Linked DNA regions of Mus musculus: region 1 is linked to region 2. A link is a contact called in public Hi-C data. All regions are on one chromosome and are shown on one strand. The core of a region is the stretch at or near the end of the contact, and the rest is flanking DNA. Distances in the headings are between cores, read along the strand shown. Region 1 overlaps Prkce (protein kinase C, epsilon). Region 2 overlaps Prkce (protein kinase C, epsilon).

Region 1 (4,402 bases), core at 1,826-4,325, 170 kb before region 2:
GGATCATGTTCAATACAGTCCTCGTTGAAGTTGAGTTAACGAGTTCATGGTCAGCTGGACAGCAGAACTGGTCTACTGCGGCAGAAGTAGGTCTCAGCTTATAGCTGGGCTGCAAAGATCAGGCCAAACCATAGGCAGCTAAGGGAGGCTGACTGAAGGAATCCCACAATTCCACCGGGCTCAACAAAGAGTTTGCACAGGGCAAGAATTCCTGTTCAGCCTCACGAAGAGTTTCTCAGAAACAAGTCCTTGTCACCTGACAGTCACTCCTTCCACGTAGCCTTCAAGGTAATTCAGCGCTTCCCTGTAGATCTGGATGAGGAGGCACATCTGACGGTGGCAATTGTCAAGCTCTCTTTGTAAGTGGCCCTGGCCCGTGAGCACCAGTTCCAGATTTTTATACACTGCCCAGTAACAAGCCGACTTGAACTTTTCCTGGCTATTCCTTCTGATTTGGGCTTGAGTGGCCCTCCCGTTCTCACCTCCCAAGATACTTACAGGCAGCAAATGGAAGGCAGCGGAGCTAAGTCTCCCCTGTCATGTCCAGGACTCCCAAGTCCAAGCCTTTCCTTCTCCTCCTCGGTCTCAGAACCCGCTGTCAGAGGCTCCCCACGTGTGCTAGGCTGAAGGCAGATGTCAAGAACAAGTCCCTCTGTCGCAGTGACGCTTTGGAGGAGGCACGTGCCATCGCAGCTCGTTTCCGCATTTCCAGCTCCCCGCCACTTCACGCCACCTGCAAAGCCTGCCTCTCGCTGTCTCCAGAGAGGCTCCTGCCAGCCTCCTGAATCAGCTCTACTGCCAGGAGCTGTCAGAAGCCATCCTCTCTGACAAAGGCTGGGTCGAAAGTCTCAACCCACCACCATCAGGGCCCTTCTGCATCTGGCAGAACCCCAGCTTCCCATCCCTTGGCAGGATCTAGCCCTCCTCTACACTCCACGGTAAGCAGAGCCGGCTCAGGGGGTAGTCACACGTGATCGTCTTCCCGCCTTTCACTCTCTTACCCAGCTTGCACCTGTGGTGCATCCCCTGTCCCTACGCGGACACCTTCCCTGGAGATGGATAGCCACAGCCTATTACTGATTAGCCATAGAGGCCCAACCCTTGCCTCATTGATCACACCGCCAGACACCCTCTCTGTTAGGTTCCCCAGGGTTCTAAGGACCCAACGAGACTAGGAAAACACTGTCAAGGTGCACCCACTATCACTGGCGTTATTCTGATTTCAGGGACTACAGATGGAAAGGGATCACCCCCCAAAACACATCCAGTGCCTTAAATTTAGCCCAGTCATCCTGCTTGGAAAACATTCCCCCAGGCCCGAAGCAACCCGGGAGTCCTCTAGTTTCTTGACTCTGGGGTTTTTGTTTGTTTTGCAACTCTGGGGATTGAATATAGGACCTCACATACATGCCAGGCAGGTGGGCTATATTCCATCCAAATCTTATAGTTTCTCGTTCACTTTAAAGTTAAGCCACCATCATTAGCAGGTGGCAGTGGCAATAGCAGCACCACAGGAGCATCTGTTCTGGGAAGACTTGCCAGCCAGCGACCAGGGCACACTTATTACCACCTTCCTAAACATTCGGCTGCCCTGCTTCCACCACGATGGTGCCATCTTGCCTCAGGCTAACCAACATTAGCACGACAGCTACCGATGGCCCTTGAGCAAGGGGTTCGTAACCACTTTGGGGTCACATATCAGATATTTATATTATGATTCATAACAGTAGCAAGATTACAGTATGAAGTAGCAATGAGATAATGTTGTGGTTGGGAGTCACCACAACACGAAGAACTGTATTAAAAGGCCGCAGCATTAGGAGGGTTGAGAACCACAGGCTAGAGGAATCTAGGGTCCCGAAGAATGAGCCTAAAGTAGGTAATTTAATCACGGCAGGCAAGACTAACAAAGTCTACGTGTTGCAAACAGTTTTGCCTCCATGGTTGGGAGGAAGCAGGGACCACATACACTCCAGTGTCATGGCCTCCAGAGAATGCTTCAAACCACACGAGAGCTGACATCCCACTTTCTCAAGAGGTTCATCGTGGTTCCGAGAGCGTCATATGGTGCTTCTGAGCAGGTCAAATGCTCACGGAGTGTTGCCTTCGCAGTCTCTGCTCCATGACTCCCAGTCTCAATGAACTCACCTATTCCTAGTAGGACGGTGGCCAGGCTGCATGCAGTGGTGGGGCCGGACAAGGTGCTTGTAAGACGAGAAGGTTCCCACCCTACACCTTTTTATTTTAAGAGAAATTACTCATTTCTTCTTAATGTCCATGGGTAAGCACCTCCCCTGAATTCCAGACTATAAAACCTTTAAAAGAAAAAGCTATTGAGGCTGTAAAGGCTGACAGGCAGTGCCTCTCTCAGGTGGAATCCTGTTGCCTTCCCAGGGCTGAACACATCTGTTCACACAGAAGCCATTCCCTGCAGTCAGTCCGGCTCACCTACTGAGAAGCATGGCAGTGCTTTCCACGCTTGCCCTGGTTCCTTTCCACATGCCTCCAGCACCCCTTAGCCCCCTTTCTCTCAGGACCTTCTCACTGTAGTCTGTTTATGACAGAACCAGTGTGGGATGCATCCTGTCTTTGATATCTTGGGAAACCTACTTAAAGAACCCTAGCTTATATAAGCAGATGGACCACGCTTTGCACCCTGGCCTACCTTGGGAAGGTTTTCTCTTTTTTGCTGCTACCCAGATTGCATCCAATGTAAGACAAAGGAAGAGCATTTGAACATGTGTCTCCCCACTGGATATGAAATCTAGTGTAGGATTCTCCATGAAGCCAGGGCAGTGACTTCAGAGACTTACAGTGAAGTTCTAGCTGTATATGACAATCCTTTAAAAACAATTTAACAACGATATATATCCTCAGAAACATTAACACAGGGAACACACTTCTTTTGTTTTGCTTTGGTTCCAGCCATGGAGTGAGGGTTCCCGTGCCCTGCGCACACACTCCTGGCCACTCATCTGGGGCCAAGTTTACTGGAAAGGCCCTTATACAGACAGAAGTGCCATCCTGTCACCTCTACCTTGCACACAGGCAGAAGTGTGATTCTGATTCTATTTAAGGGAAAGTGCAGCAGACGGTCTCCATGGCAACCCCAAGCAGCATGTAGAATTAGAGCCTAAATCAGGTTTGAGGAGAATTAAGTTGTGGTTGGTTATGTTGTCTGTCTCACCTTGTCACAGGCAGTGGCTTGGGAAACCTGTCCAAAGGTGGGAGACAGGTAGGGCTGACACTCACAGAGCAAGTCCCACAAACACTGTCCTACGGACTCCTCCCTGGACGACCTATCTCAGAACGAGATGCGAACCTTACAGGAAAATGTAAGTTGCACGCGCGCATGTGTGTGTGTGTGTGTGTGTGTGTGTGTGTGTAGAGAGAGAGAGAGAAATAGAGAGGGAGGCAGGGAAGACAGAAGAGGCAGAGGATGAGTAAAGCACACATTCTAGTTCATTTGCCTAGGTTTGTTCTTGCTGACTTTCATTGGTTTTGCTATTTTAACCTCCTTTGAAATGTTGGAACATTCTTTTATTATTATTATTATTATCATTATATATTTTCTTTATTTACATTTCAAATGTTATCCCCTTTCCTAGTTTCCCCCCTGAAAATCCGCCCCCCTGCTCCTCAACTCACCCACTCCCATTCCTGGCCCTGGCAGTCCTCTATACTGGGGCATAGAACCTTCACAGGACCAAGGGCCTCTCCTCCCATTGATGACCGACTAGGCCATCCTCTGCTACATATATAGCTAGAGCCATGAGTCCCACCATGTGTTTTCTTTGATTGGTGGTTTAGTTCCAAGGAGCTCTGTGGGTACTGGTTAGTTCATATTGATGTTCCTCCTATGGGGCTTCAGACCCCTTCAGCAGGTTGGAGCTTTCCTAACCATGTATTTAAGAGCAATGGAACCATCCTCAAGATTACCTTGATCATGACATCCAGCTATTTATAGACTGACCACACCTTAAGCATCTTAACATTACGTCATAGTGTCTAGAACCAGGCAAATATTGCTGCTCTGTGGACAAGCCTATCAAGCTGTCAATATTAACTCTAGTAAGAAGAAAGAGCAGGCATCCCAGGTCTCTTGCCTGCTACCTTGTGATCTCTGGCTAGTGCATAAGCCAGCCTGAGACTCAGTTTCCTGGAAACAATAATCTTTTATCTCCATAATTGTATTTTTTGAGAATCAAATAAGATAATGACTATGTAAGTGCTTTGCAAAACATCAAACAATCCACAAATGATGGGTAGGGCACCATTTTATTATTAATAAGTGCAGAATTTAATGCAAAGAGGTAGGTTCCTGATGGTAACATTATTTTAAGCTGTTTTCTACCCACCATTCTTTTTTTCCTAGGTTCAAAAAGACAGTAAAAGACAGAAG
Region 2 (4,901 bases), core at 2,401-4,900:
CAGGCTTCCCAGCACCTTGATTCTACCCCAAACCTCTCCCAGTTTCCTTGGAATAATTGATAAACAATGTCTCTTTGCTTGCAGCCCATTTCAGAAAGAATACAATTGTTTCCAATTGATGTATTTTTAATCAGCTGTCAATCAGAAAATGCCACAGTTATTCATTCGCTTTCTGTCAGTGGAGACTCGGAGCAGAAGGGAACTGCATCTTGGAAAGTATGCTTTGCACGGCATCTTCTCTGGCTGCTCAGCGTTACTGTCAAACATCTGTGTCAGAGACAACTACGCCAGGCAGCAGTAGAACTGGGCAGGAAGAAACTGCAGCATCTGAGGGCTCAGAAGTGCATAACTGAATCTCCAAGCTAAAGCACAATTCCCAAACTGCAATGAGCCAGAAGGGACTGGGAGTTGGAAAGGATGAAGAATACAAAGACCAGCATGAGAAAGACTTGAAGAGACTTCCTGGGGGAGTGGCAGTGGGCAGAAGGAAGGGAGCACCTAAGTTGATCCTAATCAGTGTAGGATGACCTGTTGGACCGATAGGCAGGGGTGGACATGACAAAGGAGAGTGTTGGGCACCTCCTTTGCCAGACTTCTTCAAGCTCCTCCCATCCCTCAGCTGGCCGGGAAGCATTAATCACGCAGCATTGATAGCAGGAGTAGAGGCTATCTATGTATGCAACCGCCTCCTGAATCTTTTATCTCTCTGAGCTCCTCCACACCACTCTGTGCCTAATCCCTTTGCCTCGATTCCAGATGCTACATTTCCCAGATAGCTTCCACCTCTGACCTAGCCCAAGGGAAGAGGGTTGTGGTCCAGCATCATGGCTTGGGGTAGGATGGTGGTAGCCTCGGAAGGGCTGCCGACGTATTCATAATCACTTTCCAAGAAAAAACAACCTATCCTCGAATGGCTCTGATACTCTGTGGTTTCTTGGAAATTAGATTACAGCGGCTTCTCCAAGCTTCAGCCCATCGCATCCTACAGTTGTGATGTTCATTAACGTGTCAGTTCCACTGTCACCGAGGCAGCCAAGCCCTTGGGCTGTTAACGCTGGGTATAATTGCACACTATAAAATGGGCCCACTGTGGAGTACAGGTCCAAAGACTTGGATAAATATGTGTAGTCTTGTCATAACTACCACAATCAAGATAGAAAAGAAAATGTCACCTAAGAGATTCCCCCATCTTCCTTTGACCTCTGGCCCACCCCATCCTGGCAGCCACTCACGTCTTCATCACTGTCTTTTCGTATACACGGAATCTGCCATAAGTGCTCCTTTCACCTCTCAATGCTTTTAAGATCCATATCAAGTTCTTAAAGAAGATGGAAAGCAACAGAATGTGAAGGAAATGGTCATTGAGTCTTCAGGCCACCAAAGGGACCTGGAGGAGGAAAATGAGAACACACCAGTGTTTTCTGCAGCCTTTGCTGCTGCTACACTGTAAGAGCTGCCGCTACAGTGTAAGAGCTGTGTCTACACTGTAAAACAGGTTGGTAACTTAGCTACAAAAAGACACTGACTGAGCAGAGCAGCATAGAGTAATTAAAACAGCATGGACGTCCTTCTGCTGATGACCTTGGATGATCTGTTTTTCTGGGTTTATGTTCCTCCCCTCTGTTAGATGAGGGCCACACTCAGCTCCACACACAGTCTGGGTACCATGGCTTCCTCCCCTCTGTTAGATGAGGGCCACACTCAGCTCCACGCACAGTCTGGGTCTCACACACCGTCTGGGTACCATGGTTCTACCCATTGACTTTTATTGGCTGTCAGGAAAGACACACTCCTTTATCATTCTGTGTTCCCTAGAGATTCATAGTTGGATGTACGGGTGGGGCTGGTGACAGTCACTTCTGTTTCCACCTGGGATGGTGTCACCTGAGGGTATAACCAGCCCTGTCTCAGGAGTCTAGACAAAGACAGCAGCATCGTGCCCTCTGAGCATGTTGATCCTACGCTGCTGCCATCTGTCCCTGAACCATTACATGACCAATAAAGTCCCTTAACTTGCTTCATAAAAAAACAATACATGAGCAACCAAGTCAGAGGTATGGTATGAGGTGCTGGAAGAGTCATGAAATAACAACTGTATTGGAGCCATGTAAGTGACAGACGGGCAGGACGGTCAACATTCACCTCTTTAAGTCTCTAGAAACATGATTTGCAGCCCCGTTCAAGACTCATCTAGAACTTGTGGGCTCCCCCCTCCTCCCAAACAGTTGGGAAAACAGGTGTGCACCCCCACCCCCAACCTCCCTACCTGCATTCTTCTCCCATGTCAGAGATGAGGCCCAGGGCTTTGCAAATGACAAGCCGGCAAGAGATGTTATATACTTAATACATATAACTCTTAAGCTAAGGGCACGCACACATGACATATAGTCCCCGTGTACTAACCAAACGTCTAAGATTCATTGCCAACAGTTTAGGCTTTCTTAAAACCTCACCCCAACTTCCCAACATTCACATAATGTTAACAAGAAGTATAAATCAGAACCATTACTTATAAAAGGATTAAAAGATCATCTCCCTTATCCAGGCAATCACACATAAGGGGGGGGGAGTCCTTGAAGGCATGCCTCTAAGGAAAATGAGGAGGAAGGGGGGCATTTAGGGAAGGCCAAGGCACACATAAAGGAGCCTCAAAGCTTACACGTGGAACAGCAAATAAGCAATTTTGGCCAAGGTCTGCTTTATCTGTGAGTTTGGAGACACTGAATTAGAAAGGCTGAGCCAACTCCATATGGGACAACCTTGGAGATTTGAGTAAGAAAATCCCACCATTAAATCTGTATTAATTAATGTTTTTTAACTCACACAATTAGTACTATAAACCTTGTGAACAGTTGTTGAATGAAGCTGGAGGTAGGGGAGATGGGTGGTCCTAAGGCCAGGTAAGAGGAACTTCTTAAAATACTAAGAAAAGGGTTCTTAAAAAAGACCGTGAACAGGCAACACTGAGGCTTCTGGGAACCAACCAATAGTCATCAAGGGACAGAGCAAAGGGCCAAGGGATGCTGCAGAGTCCAAGTAGTAGAGGCTGGGCAAACAAGTGCAACTGGAGACAGGAGGGGAAACTCGAGTGAGCAGTGGGCTAAAAGCTCGTCCTTTGCTTTGTTGAATCTGAGGTGTTGGATGATGTCCACAAAGCATTTGGAAACATGCACAGAATCCCAGATGGCGAGACTGTTGGTGCCCAGAACAAAGGTAGGCTGCTCTGACAGTCAGAAAGGTAGTCAGAAAAGAAGCAAGGAGAGTTCTCGAGCAGGCTGGGGGAGGCCCCAGTGGTGGCAGGTCCCAGGAGACATCTCCATAGCAGAGGGAAGGGGACAGCTGTCCAGGAAAGTCACAGCAGAGCCTAGAGTCCTCTGCAAGGCCACTAGCAGGAGAATCCCAGACTCCTGGATAAATCTACCCCACTCTAGGTCTCCTGTCATGTGGATGAGATCGTTGCTTACCGCCCTGTCTCCCCCAGGCTGCCCACGTGGGACTTGGACAGGTGATGTATGTGTGAGCGCTGACGAGAAAGAAGCACAGAGCGTTCTGGGCCTGGCAGCAGTCACAGGCCAGGTGGGGAGGGCAGGCTGGTTCCACGAGGAGTGTTCCGAGCTCCTGATTTATCCAAGAGATGGAAGAAAAGCTCCAGCAAGCAGGCAGCCTGTACACCAGCCAAGACGTGGGCCACGGGTAATTCATTCTCACTCACTGGCTGGCTCACCCACCTCCCCGGCAGGATTTCATGTGGAAGACAGCTGTGTAGGAGGAACGTTTGGTCTTAAGTTGGCAGCACTGGCAGAACCATGCTTCCTCAGGGAACGGTCCAGGCCCCCACAGAGTACTGGTAGAGACTCTCACGACCAGGTCTCTGAGAGCAGACAGAAGCATTAAATGAAGGACGACTTCCTTCACCGAGAAGGTGGCAGTTGGCTTTCTGAATACCCACACTCCTCTTTGTTGAGCTCCTGTCCCACCCTAGTTGCTTCCGTTTTCCAAGATCTAGCTGTGGGTCTTGCCTCGCCAGCGTGGCACACTTCTGTCACCCACTCTTCCTCTCTAGCTCCACAGGATCTCGGCCGCACCAGAGGCTGCAGGTTCTGGTCTCTCCACTGCCTAATGCTCCCCCTGGCCCATCTTTCCCTCCTCTTGGTGGAGGACAAAGTCCAGGACAGTGAGAAGAAAGGGGTTTGGCCTTCTGCGTTCTCCAGGAGCTTGGCAGTGTGGTAGGAATGAGGGTGCCGCCTAGCCTGCCCCCTTAAGCAACCACAGGACCTGACAGAAAATGGGAGGAGCTTAAGCAATCACACAACACGATAGAAAATGGGAGGAACTTAGAATCCTTGCAGTGCAGACCAACAAAGTGAGAGTAATGGGCAGGCCTCAGAGCAGGAGGATTCAGGAAAACCTCCAGGAGGAGACATCTCTGTGTTTGCCTTGTCCCACACTGGTTTCTTCTAGTTTCCCCTAACACAGGGGGAAAGCGCTTTTGGTAGTGTGATCCAGTCACAGAAAAAAAACGGGTCCTGACAAACACAGATCTGCTTCCCTTTTGTCACACCGCAGAGCTCTCTGACCTTAGAAAAGTGAACTGGTCTCTACCAGCCTCAGTTTCCCATTCATAACATGAAAATAGAAACACGTATGTAAATTCTCCCTCTCCCCTTCCGTCTCCCTGTCTCTGCTTACTGTGACCTGAGCGCCAGCCACCACTGCAGACTCAGAGTCCCCTCAGAGCGTGAAGGTGGGGCGCACAGGGATGAAATGGTTCATCCACGGTGGTCAGAGCTAACACACGGGGAGCCAAGAATCCCTCTTGTGTCACCAAGAATCAACCCCTGTCACCTCACGCACCTTCAGCCCCTCCCAATGCTCTTGACCAAACTAAACAGCTCCGAAGT

The links. Hi-C and Micro-C count contacts between places; a contact is called where the count stands out from the background.
Region 1: a contact with region 2 is called in a Hi-C map of cerebral cortex, with 1.7 times the contacts expected there. The contact joins two enhancer-like sites. A contact is called at or near these places in 1 of 15 datasets of contacts at CTCF or cohesin (the NIH/3T3 cell line), 3 of 484 Hi-C or Micro-C datasets (cerebral cortex, embryonic fibroblasts and embryonic stem cells) and 1 of 115 datasets of contacts at active chromatin or transcription factors (bone marrow-derived macrophages).

Annotation. Positions count from the first base shown.
Region 1 is chr17:86,414,909-86,419,310 of GRCm38.p6, reverse strand. The region is part of intron 2 of Prkce (protein kinase C, epsilon); the gene reads right to left. Among named protein-coding and RNA genes, the nearest start is that of Gm30284, 28 kb to the left of the region's middle. Within about 2 kb of position 3,075, at least 18 of the 459 cell types and tissues checked have an H3K27ac peak or open chromatin away from gene starts, as enhancers often do. A contact at or near this core is called in cerebral cortex, where this site is marked.
Region 2 is chr17:86,249,025-86,253,925 of GRCm38.p6, reverse strand. The region is part of intron 1 of Prkce (protein kinase C, epsilon); the gene reads right to left. Among named protein-coding and RNA genes, the nearest start is that of Gm52296, 8.2 kb to the right of the region's middle. Within about 2 kb of position 3,650, at least 38 of the 459 cell types and tissues checked have an H3K27ac peak or open chromatin away from gene starts, as enhancers often do. A contact at or near this core is called in cerebral cortex, where this site is marked.